3 separate regions of the Mus musculus genome follow, and all the other regions are linked to region 2. A link is a contact called in public Hi-C and HiChIP or PLAC-seq data. All regions are on one chromosome and are shown on one strand. Each heading gives the region's core, a stretch centred on a gene start, on an enhancer-like site or on the middle of the called end of the contact. The rest is flanking DNA. Distances are from core to core; before and after follow the strand shown. Region 1 has its middle 140 kb from the start of Samd5. Region 2 holds the start of Samd5 (sterile alpha motif domain containing 5). Region 3 has its middle 150 kb from the start of Gm48750.

Region 1 (3,754 bases), core at 161-2,660, 140 kb after region 2:
AATGTTAAACTTCTGCATGACACTGGGCATGGCTTCACAAATTCTTCTTAAAGACTTCCCCAGTAAAAGAACAACCAAGAAAGAAAGCTCAACTCTTGATATTCTAATGACCTTCACCTTTAAGAAGTATTTGTAGTATTTGCATGATGGAATGTATACTTAAAACACCAGCACTCAAGAAGCTGATGCAGGAGGATTGCCACATTCAAGGCCAGCTTGTTCTACATAGCGAGACCCTGTCTCCCAAACAGGCAAGATAATCAATAAAGAAGCAACAATAACAATAAAAACAAAATTCATTTGAAAGCCTTACCTTCGCAGGCTTTTGCCAAAGAGTAAATTAAGGCAGGGAGGGATTGTTTTTCATGGGAAAGAAGAAAATGCATAAAATATTTTGGAAAGCACACCTGCTGTCATTATAGATCAAAATTATACACAGCATTGTCATTGAGAACAATATCTGTTAAATCTTAAGACAGGCATTCTTTGAAACAGATCAGAAATGTCTTAGAAGTGTGGGGACATCTTATGACCTTAGAAGACATTATTAGTCACTAAATTAGTCAGTATTCTCAATCAAGTACCCCCCACCCACACACACACAAACACAAACACAGACACAAAATAAGGACTAGCTAAAAGCTGCAAGGTGCTTTAAAAATGCTTCTTAGTTGGGCCTGGATGTTTGCCCTTCATCTGGGTGCATAGTTTCCCCATTTCTGTGGTCTGTGAAAGGTCTTCGACGGTTTGACCCCTTCCTTACTTATTCCCATATTTCCAAGAGTCAAGTGGCAGGTAGTTCTCACAGCACTGGGATGAGGATGCAGTGGGATTGGTGTAGCTAACCATGGCCTCTGGTTGTAGTGTGGTTCTGACAGTACAATCCAAACTAAGAGCAAAACAAGGTCAGTATTTGATGAATTCACACACGTCTCTCAGTTAAACATTTGAAGTTCATCCGATGCGTAGCTTATCAAGCTTCGGGGACAGAGAACAAATGAGGTTGTAAGTATCTCTTCCCAGTGAAGCCTGCTGCTGGCAGACCTCGGGGACACCCCATTCCTCTGGGCAATGGACAACCAGCCTCGTTGGAGCAGGAGGGCTGGTTTGTTTTGATAAATTGACCACAAATGAGAAACTGAACATTTGGAAACAGAAGGAGGCAGATGGCTTCTAACGTAATATGTGGAATTGGTGAAGGACTTGAAACTTAGATATGAAACTCAGGAATCTGGTCACTGGGTTATTCAGTAAGCTGTATAATAATAAATGCATCCCCTCTGGAGGTTGCGGTGTCTGCCAGCCACTTGATGAGCACATATCAGTGTCCCGGGACCCCTCAGGTCATGCTCTGTACTGGGGTGGGACTATCCAATCAGAAAGGCCTTGGTTTGCTGCCAGTAATGAAGTACAATTTGGGGCCCGCGCTGTTTCTTTGATTGTCCCAGAACATGACTCCATAGAACTGCCTGCTCTGCTGCATTCCGTTTTGCATGCGTTTAATCGTCTCAATCTGCTGTCAGCTCCTCTCCAAGCCATGTGCATAATTGGATACATGTACTGCAACAAAAAGATCTACTCTGACACCTGCCACTTTAAAAAACAAGTGCAGGGAAAGAAGGGCGAATATTATAATAGTCAAATGTATTTATTTTGACAAGTGTGATTCAGTTTTAATTATTAATATTTCACAGAATAGCAGTAACTGTCTGGTAAGATATTTTGTAAAAGTGATGATGATCTCTGATAATCTGTCATTACTGGATTAACATACCTCTATGCAATTAAGCCTTTCATCAGAGTTTTAGTGTGAATTACCATGCAGCTAGAGAGGAATGCAAGTATTAGAATTAATAGTAGTATTGTATTGGCTAGGCTTTACATCAGTAATTGAAAACATTTCACTATTTATGCATGTGTGTGTGTGTGTGTGTGTGTGTGTGTGTGTGTGTGTGTGTGTATAGCTGACAGAGATGGACTTTGGGAATCTTCCCGAATTGCTTTTCCTGTTAGTTTTGGGATACAGTCACTCACTGAACCTGAGCTCTCAATTTTAGGTCTGCCCAGGATCTGCTTGTCTTCCGATCCTCAGCATGCCTTGTATTTTCTGTGGGTGCTGGTGATCTGAACGTAGGTCCCAGACCATGCCTGTACCACATGTGAAGGGGCTTTGCTCAATGCCATTGCCCTAGTTCCTGATGTAGAATTTTAAAATCATTAGCACTGTTATTCTAGAGTGGAATTCTTTTTACCTTCCCTTTCTTCTTTTTTTGTTTTGTCTTGTTTAAGAAATTTGAATATTCGGTCTTTTGGAAATCTTATAGCAGAATATTGCATCTATTTCTAATTAAGCTATGTGAACAAAGTCAAGCTAAGAAGGACCAGGCAGGGCTCACCCTCGGTTTTGGTTTTCTTGTGACTAAGCAAAGAGAACTGCTGGCAATTCCTCATCCATATGTTTTTTTTTTTTTCTCATTGCACCTTCAATGAAAACAATAATGTCTCCCTTCCATCTGCAACATCGCCACTGAGGTTTCCTGGTGCTGGGTTTCCTTGACTGACTTCAAACCGTGAGAAGACAGCCCTGAGAGGGGCATCTGGCCCCTCCCCCATGACCACAACCCTTTCATAGCCTAAAAATCTGATTTGGTTTAATTTGTGCTCAGCAGTGTCAGCTCTGTCAGAGGAAAGAGCACCCCTGCTGACAGCAATCATTACAACTCCAGGGGACCAGCAGAGATATATACACCATAAGGCATCTTCCAGAGTGGGCCAAACTTGTCCTTACACTTTTAAGACCTAAGTACTAGGCAGGTGGATTGCCTGTATCCCAGTTTCTTACTGACACCCAAACCAGGCTTGTATATGATCCATTTATAGAAAAATGTTCCTATATCACAGACAGAGCTAAATAGGACAGATGTGTCTACTGATGGCTCTTTTTGAAGTTAAATAAAATGTATGCAAATGGCCAGGAAGTGATGACCCTCACAAAATGTAAATAAGTAAAAAACACAAGCCCAGAAACATTGAATGCTCTGTGTAGATTTAATTAGATTTTCATACTAAACTCTCACGATTGTGTGGGATATTTGAAGAATCGACTGGAAAAAATCAAACTCACATTTAATATGTGTATCCCAGTTATGAGCATGACATCATGAAACATGTAGATTTTTTAAATTTTATAGGCTCACCACAAAAAAATTTCTAAATCCTGTCAAAGAAAAACTAAAGAGGGCAAAAGGACATATACTAGAGGAATGGCATTCTCGTGTTGCTTCTTGCTTATGCTTGAAAGAGTGTGGTTGGTGTCTTTGTTCTCTGTGTTTGGCCTACTGTAGCCTTTAAAACATTTGCTTGGGGAACAATTTCTTCATCTTGTCCCAGGATTGCAGAGAATCGAGTAGGGAGTCCTTCAACCTTGTTTAACCAGAATGAATATTTGTGCTGTGACTGGGGAACATGTTTGTGGTAATGAAGATTTTCCCCTAAAAGAATGTTTTCATTGTATTTCCTACAGTGTTGCCTTTGTTGCATTTGCAGAGAAATTCAGGCAATGGAACCTACAAGTAGCGTTTAATGCAATTTATGTGATTTCTGCAAGCTTGCTTCTGTTCTCATTTTGCATAGATCAGACTCTAGCCTTGTTATATCCCTCTACCAGATAAACCCCATGATGTCTATATTAATATTTTGAAATTGAGTAGCTTCAGGAAAAAAAAAGACAAATAAAATCAAAATAGAAAGTTGT
Region 2 (3,872 bases), core at 1,017-3,516:
GATAATACTTCTAAGAGCCACATATACTTAGACATAAATGCAGATGCCTGGCATATAGTACCAACTTCCGAAGAAGCATTTACAGAGAACTTCTGTTCCATTGAAGCAGACTTGTTTTGAAAGTACTGCAATACCCACCTCACCAAAACCCAACGGTTTTCATGACAAAGCATTGAGATATAAAGGTACACGCGAGGGCATTATCTGTACATTACGAAGGCAAATAGGAACCATAAAGCCCTCTTCTTCCTTCAGCCGAACAAAACAAGTTTGGGACTTGGGCAACGCCTTAAAATTCCAGCACTTGGACACAAGAGGGCACTGTGAGCTTGCTTTGGCAAGGGACGGAGGGCAAGTTACAATCCGTGCTAGGTAGGGAGGGTCCGGGGTAACCCAGAGCCTTGCTCCAGGATCAGAACCATAATCTAGTCTCTGAACACGGAAACGCGGGTGATCTAGGACTGCGGGCAGACACGGCTCCGTGACTACCCGCGTTGTAGTCTTTCTTCTTCCCAAACAGAAGGTTCTTCCTGGTAGCTATTTTTCAGTATGAGACGTTTGGATCCAGGAGCTTGGGACTCAGCATATAGGCCCCAGCTATTGTAGAAATACGGGACGCATTTTGGGTTCACCCATATCAGGTATTTTACAGACCATAAAGGAGAGAGAGAGAGAGAGAGAGAGAGAGAGAGAGAGAGAGAGAGAGAGAGAGAGAGTTAGTTTGATTCTCAGTGTCTGTCCCAAGAGGGGTTTAAGCTTCACTAATTTAGTGGAAACGTGGCACAGAGAGTCCCTTACCCACAGCCAACGGTCCTGGAGCCACGGGGAACGACTCTAAAGCCACGGATGGGCAGTGCCATCATTAGTGTTGTGCCTAGAGACAGGTAGGGCCCCAGAAGGACTCTTTCAGGAAGGGTATTGGCCAGGTCTGGCTCTAGAGTGAAGCTGAGTGTTACTTTTGTGAAAAGGAAATTGTTGCTGCCTGCAAGGTTTCTTAAGGTTCTAACTGCTTCCCCAAAGATCAGACGAAGTGAAAAGAGGCCTAGGAACTCCGGGGGGTCGCCCTTCTCCTCCCCACTCCCCCGCCTCCATTCAAAGCTGGGCCATGGGCACCAGGAGGGAATCTCGGTTAATTTTGTTACTCCCATCTAGGCAGAAGTGCTAGATGCCCTAGTGTTCTCTTTAACACAGCTGCGTGGTGGTGTATGTGGTGGTGTATCAATTAACACGCGACCCTGGGGCAGAGAAGGGGGAGTCGGCTGTGGTCCCTGTCTCGGAGGCAGAAAACCTCTCTTGTCCCTGGGCAGGGAGCCACCTGGGGCAGAAGAGCTGTAACGCGAAGTGAATAGAAAGCAAAAAGGCAGGGAGAGATTGAGGGGGTCTGACACAACGCGGTGTGCTTGTGTGGCTGGAAGGAAGGTGGGGGTGGGGAGGGATGCCGATCAGGTAGGGATGCGCTGACCGAGGAGGAGAAAGTAACAACCCACCCCAAACTTTCGCAGGTCAGATGGCCTTGGAGGGAGAGGCAATCGGGAGCAGTCGTGCCCCTCCCGACACCCACCCGGTGTGACTAGTTATAGCGAGGAGGGGCCTCGCGCCCATCAGGCTGGACAGTCCCCACGTCGCTCCCACCCTGCTGCCAAAACGCAGCTGCTTGGGGCACAGAGCGCAGCACCACAGAGCCAGACACACCGTGCCTGTGGAGCCTTAGCAACCCGCTCCTTTGAAAGGACATTCTACGTGCATCGGGAAAGGAGAAGGGACACTGGACTCAACAGCTTCTCTCAGGACCAGTGACCGGGTCCTCCCCTTGGACACCCAGGCGAGAGTACCCACTGGCTTGGGAACTGAGCGAAGAAAAAAAAATCTAGGGGTTTGGAGAAGTCGGATTCAAAAGAAATGTCGAAAGATATCCAGGGCAGCCACCGGAGTCCGGAAGCTTAATAGCCACCGGGTCACCGTGACCCCGGGAACGACAGTGACTGACAAGCGCACAGACCAGGCGCTCGCCATCATCCACCGGTCTGCCCGCCGGAGCCGCCTCCACGGCGTGGGACCCGGTTGCAGACGTCCACGGAGCCGGCCAGATAGCGACATGCAGCGAGCACTCCCCAGACTGCCCCAGCTGGGGAACCTCCTGGGCGGCGCAGCGCGACGGTGACCCGCGCGGGTGCGAGGGGTGTGCCCGGCCCCGCCTGCGCGCCCCTCCCCGCGGTGGCCGCGCATCCAGGGGCGGCGCGGAGCCCAGCCGCTCGCCCAGCCGCCAGTGCCCGCGAGCGCCGCGCCTGCTCGGGGAATCCACTTCGCCGCTAGACGCTCCTCGTTTTCTCTCGCTCCCTCCCCGGCTGCTTTCTATGGCTCTGACTCTGCGGCCGGAGCCTAACCACTAAGGGAGAAACTTTTCCTGCTGTTTCTTCTCCCCACCCCTTTCCAGGAGAGGATTAAAAGTTGCAAGAACTGGTGCCGCCCGTGTCACTTGGGTACTCGCTGGCGAGTTCCGAGTCTCAGCCATGTGCACCAACATAGTTTACGAGTGGCTGAAAGCGTTACAGCTCCCACAGTACGCTGAGTCCTTCGTGGATAATGGCTACGATGACCTGGAAGTGTGCAAGCAGATCGGAGACCCGGACCTGGACGCCATCGGGGTGCTGGCTCCCGCGCACCGCCGGCGCATCCTAGAGGCTGTGCACCGGCTGCGGGAACAGGATGCGGCCGCTGCCGGCCTCTACTTCACCCTTGAACCGCAGCCCGTGCCACCGGCACCGCTGGTAGAAGCGGTGCCCCCAGGCCGCCGGGGGGAGCCATGTGGCAGCTCAGCCCAGGGCACTCGCGGGGACCCCCGTGGCCAGCCGGGCGCTCCCTGCAGCAGGGAGCTGGTGAGCTACCCTAAGCTGAAGCTGAAGATCATGATCCGGGATAAGCTGGTCCGCGATGGCATCCACCTGAGCAAACCCCCATACTCACGCAAGGTAAGGAGGCCCCGCCAGGGCGACCTTGGGCATGGCGGGAGGGAACCAGGCCTGGAGCTTCTGCAGCGGCTCAGCAGTCAGTCTAGGTGACAATTGAGAAACCAGGGTGTTCGGGGTGTCTGGTTCTCCCGTTTTCTGCGTTATCTATCTATTCCTTCTGTGCTGGCGTCTCTAATAATAGCTGCTCACTCATATTTTGCATGTAGACAACTCTTAACAGCACCCTAGCATATGGGCTCGATTGTCAGGTTCTGAGCAATGGGTGCTTGCTTTTGGTGGCCACCGGGAAATCCTAATGCCTCTGGGAAATCCTAATGCCTCTAGTAGTGTCTGGCTTGGAAGAGTGAAAAAAAAAAAAAAGATGGGTCACATCTGCCTTATTTTCAACCTTCCTCTTTTTCTTTACTTTTTTCTTCTGAGTTTTGAGAAACTTCCAAGAGGAGTGGGTGACTATTGCCAAAGGAGTAGGGGAATTCAGGGCCTGCTGTTCTCAATTCCATGCTATGGAGAAGTGTCCCATTAACAGGAACCTATGTGTGTGTGGTGGTGGTGGGGGGGGGGGGCGTGCTAAACACAAAACTTGTGCCTATTCACAGGAGGCTCCTAAAGCTTAAGGATTCCGGGTAATGGGATGCTGAGCAAACGGGTCATCTGGGGTCTGTGGTATCACTAGTGATTCAGATGAAAGGAAGATAGATTCTTTTCAAAACTCCAAGGCACATGTGTAAGGAAGGCCAGGAAGAGGTGACATTTCAGTACCTAGAAAGCAATCCTCACACGTGAGAGCAGGCTACACGTTCTCATGGCCGCTCTGTGTGGCACGCAGACATGTGGCATGAGGTTTGAACAATTAAGTACCAGAAAGTGCATTTTTACACCAGAGTGCTGTCTCTAGCTTCAAGT
Region 3 (3,476 bases), core at 167-2,666, 170 kb after region 2:
TAGATTCTCCAGCTCCACTACTTCCTACTGGCCAATTTAAGTTTTGAATTAACCAATAGATTGAACCATAGATTAGGTTAGCACTCTTAACGTTCCAGTCACTTTCTAGCTGGCAGCAACACTGGAGCCTGTGGGGGCCATTTCATAGATATAGCCCAATAGTTTCCTTTGTCCCTCATGGCCTAGCCTATATTACCTTATCCTTTGACACCCCTCAAATGTGGTGCACTCTGGGATGTTCAGTCATAGCCCTGGTATACTGAATGCACTTTGGACTCATGAGTATTTGGGTATAGGATAATCATCTCATTCATTAATCCTTTCACGTATGCTTTATGTGTACAAAGCATCCCCTGTGTCAAAGGCACACACGTAGTTGAAGCTAGTGTTTAACATTTAAACCTATTTTATCCTCTCAAGTGGTGAGATTATAAGTGTGAGCTACCACATTCAATTTAGAGAAAAACTTCCCCATATAATCTTGTTTAGGGAATTGCTCTAGCCTGATTCATCCTTCAGCCAGAGTTCCCACTGTCTGTGTGATTTGACATTCTTCAGAACCTACCACAAAGCAAGAGCACAGTTCATGGTATCTGCATGTCTGCATGAGCTACATGCGTGATGGTCAGACACAAGTAAGGAAATGTTTCCTGCTACAGAGAAGCAGTTCTTGAAGAAATGATGCTTATAGTCTTCTTTGCCCCGCCTACTTGTTCTGTGGCTTTGAAAGGTTTTAGAAGTCATATGAGAACTCTTGAATGCCAGTTAGCATTGAATAAAATGCGCCCCCCCCCGCCCCCGCTAATTATAATTATACTAGCAGTGAACTAAACAGTTGGGGGTGAAAGAAATTCTGATGATGTTAAAAATGCAAATAGTTTTCACACCAGATTAATTCATTTAACTAACAAGCCCAGCCTTTAAACACTAAACATTTGAGTGTGAAACGTTTTTATTCACTAGGGAGAGTCAGCATGAATGGAGGCTGTTACCCATTCCTCTGTCGGCAGTAATTCTAGAATGAACAGGCTGTGTATTGTTAGCTAGTTATTAACCAGCAAGTTGCAGATCCGTTCAAACATTGCAGAGTATAATTTATATGACTCAGAGTAGCAAGACACAGGGCTCTCATGATGCCTGAGGTCAGCAGAGCCAAGTCACACACATGCATCAGAACGGAAGTTTGTGTTATCTGCGTTTGACTAACATTTGAATTAAATGTTTTACAATTGAATCAAAGTGAGGTTGAAATTCATTATTGATGCTGATAGGCAGCCCTAATTACAGGAAGTAAACTGCCCTTCCAATTTCACTGCCATAGCCTGAGAATGTGGCAATCAGTTCTTTGCAGTGGTGGAAACTGTGGGCCTCATTTCCGGAAGACAGTTTAGTGTTTAGTCATCTGTTTGATATCTGGGATTTTTATTTGATTTTTTAAAAAAATTGCTCTTGTTATTCTCAGGCTCTATATTCTTTGTCATGGAAGCATAAGATTGTTCAAAACAGAGCCAGTGAGCTAGCTCAGCAAGTATCAGCCCTTTCTGCAAAGCCTTACTGTCTACCAGAGTTTGAGTCTCAGGAGCCATCAGCAGAAAGAAAGAACTTACTCCTCACCTTGGTTGTGACTTCCAGCTTTGTGACTGTGTGGGATTTCTTCTGTCTCCTTCACCTTTATATGGGCTTGGGAGATGGAACTCAAGTGGCCAAGTGTGGGAGGCGAGTCTCTTTAGCCCAAACCATCTTCCAACCTGAAACATTTTATTTGTTTAATTTAATATAATTTAATTTAACTTAATGTTTTTGCTTGCTGTTGTTTTAAGTACAGAAAGTCTACTTCTTCTGTTTCTGTGACATTCTGAACTGCCATGCTACATGTGCTATGTCATGTGAGCCAGCTGCACAGGTGAGCATTGTACTCTGGACCACCAGTGTTTGATGTGTACTAAGCAAAACCGCATCCTGCGCATGGTCACTGGTGCTCAGGTCTTGATCAGCAGAGGTCTCAGTGAGTCTATATGAGAGTGTGTATCCTAGTCTTCAGTGAAAAAGCTCTAGTTCTAGCCCCATGATTTCCCAGAGCACAGAGCAACTGGCATATTTAAACAGTATTACTAGAAAGGAAGATAAAGGCAAGCAGGATCTGCTGGTGGGAAATCGAAATCACAGATTGAATTATGTTCTTGCCCAATTCTTGGCTAATGGACTATGAGTGGAGCAGACCAAGTGCCAGCAGAGTACAGCCTTGCACATTAAATAAAAGCTATCTGATTGAAGAGGAAGATAGATTAGGGTGGAAGCAGGGGTCTTGCTAATATGCCTGTTCATACTTGTTTTAGCTGGAAGAAAAACATCTTGAATCTTACATTTTCAGCTAAAAAGTCAACAGTGTATTTCCTGTAGACTACACTGACACCTGTTTCTCAGCTCTTCTACATCGGAAGGGTGAGGTCAAAGAACAATTATAATTAAACATTAAGGGGCCTTGGACACTAATCTCAACATCCTCTCTAGAAGATATGATTAGAGAAAAGTCATGAGATATTTACAAGTGCTAACACAAACAAATGTGTGATAGTTATAAACATTATATGTGAAAATGTCTACCCACATTAGTGAAGTCATAATTATATAGAAGATACAAAATATCTTTAAAACCAAACAATATACTAAAATAGACAGAGCCATTTTTCTTTTGGTTGTGATCATTTATAAAAATTTTAGGTAATCAAATTAAGATGCTCTGGAATAGAGCTTATTAAAAACAAGTTGATCTATCATACTTGCTTTGAATAAAGCAGAGCTTGAGAATTAAAAATAGAATTAAATATATTCAAAGATCAAATGGGGGAAATATATTAGATATATTTTAGCAACACATTTTTTTCCTTAGATGCTGGTTTTAAAATTGTAACCAGACATTAGAAATGCACTTAAAGAATTGGAGGCAGGAAGGAGCCCTATGCTAAGAATACACTGTGCAATGCTTTAACAGTTTAGATGAGAAGCTATGGATCAGTTAGGGAGCATGGGGAGGGGTGTGTTGCAGGAAATATTAAAAATGAGCCAGCTCTGTCCTACATTCTAGCAACCAAATTGAGCCACCAACCTCACAGTTAGATACCACAATACCCAGTAAGCCAGTAAAATCAAAAACGCTTAAAACTTATAATTAACCAATCAGATTTATATACCACAATTTATAAGATGCCAATACAATAATTTCAGAGCCAACTGATAATGATAAAGGCTTTATCCCAATTATTCTAACTTTATGATATCATAACTACCTGTGGCTGGTTCAAGCCACACTGATTCACATTTGGTTCCATTCTCTTTCTTCTCTCTCTCCCTGATGCTCCCTGTCCCTGCAACTCTTAGCTCTGCCTCCCTCTTCCCTGTCTAATCACAGGCCTCTTGCTGCCCTAATGTAATTGGACAGGGAAAATCCTACAATGGGGGTGAGGGGGTGGGAGATC

Evidence for each region. A called contact is a pair of places that touch in the nucleus more often than the background predicts. HiChIP or PLAC-seq counts read pairs in DNA pulled down with a chosen protein or histone mark.
Region 1: an H3K4me3 HiChIP or PLAC-seq map of craniofacial prominence shows a contact between it and region 2, with 4 times the contacts expected there. The contact joins the enhancer-like site here to the promoter of Samd5 in region 2. A contact is called at or near these places in 1 of 39 promoter capture datasets (the 3T3-L1 cell line), 6 of 484 Hi-C or Micro-C datasets (3T3-L1-derived adipocytes, the HL-1 cell line, the N1E-115 cell line and 3 more), 8 of 115 datasets of contacts at active chromatin or transcription factors (craniofacial prominence, embryonic fibroblasts, embryonic hindbrain and 5 more) and 3 of 9 other capture datasets (adipose tissue, embryonic stem cells and pancreatic islet).
Region 3: a contact with region 2 is called in a Hi-C map of the N1E-115 cell line, with 14 times the contacts expected there. The contact joins the enhancer-like site here to the promoter of Samd5 in region 2. A contact is called at or near these places in 2 of 39 promoter capture datasets (both in the 3T3-L1 cell line), 4 of 484 Hi-C or Micro-C datasets (the N1E-115 cell line, pancreatic cancer cells, psoas muscle and 1 more), 8 of 115 datasets of contacts at active chromatin or transcription factors (SST interneurons, a colorectal cancer cell line, craniofacial prominence and 5 more) and 1 of 9 other capture datasets (embryonic stem cells).

The regions. Positions count from the first base shown.
Region 1 is chr10:9,532,442-9,536,195 of GRCm38.p6, reverse strand. It overlaps a transcript of Samd5 not described here. Among named protein-coding and RNA genes, the nearest start is that of Samd5, 140 kb to the left of the region's middle. Within about 2 kb of position 1,410, at least 8 of the 459 cell types and tissues checked have an H3K27ac peak or open chromatin away from gene starts, as enhancers often do. A contact at or near this core is called in the N1E-115 cell line and craniofacial prominence, where this site is marked.
Region 2 is chr10:9,673,602-9,677,473 of GRCm38.p6, reverse strand. It overlaps Samd5 (sterile alpha motif domain containing 5), which reads left to right and starts at 2,266. Exons shown (of 2, transcript NM_177271.3): 1 at 2,266-2,969. The coding sequence starts at 2,511.
Region 3 is chr10:9,501,576-9,505,051 of GRCm38.p6, reverse strand. It overlaps a transcript of Samd5 not described here. Among named protein-coding and RNA genes, the nearest start is that of Gm48750, 150 kb to the right of the region's middle. Within about 2 kb of position 1,416, at least 48 of the 459 cell types and tissues checked have an H3K27ac peak or open chromatin away from gene starts, as enhancers often do. A contact at or near this core is called in the N1E-115 cell line and pancreatic cancer cells, where this site is marked.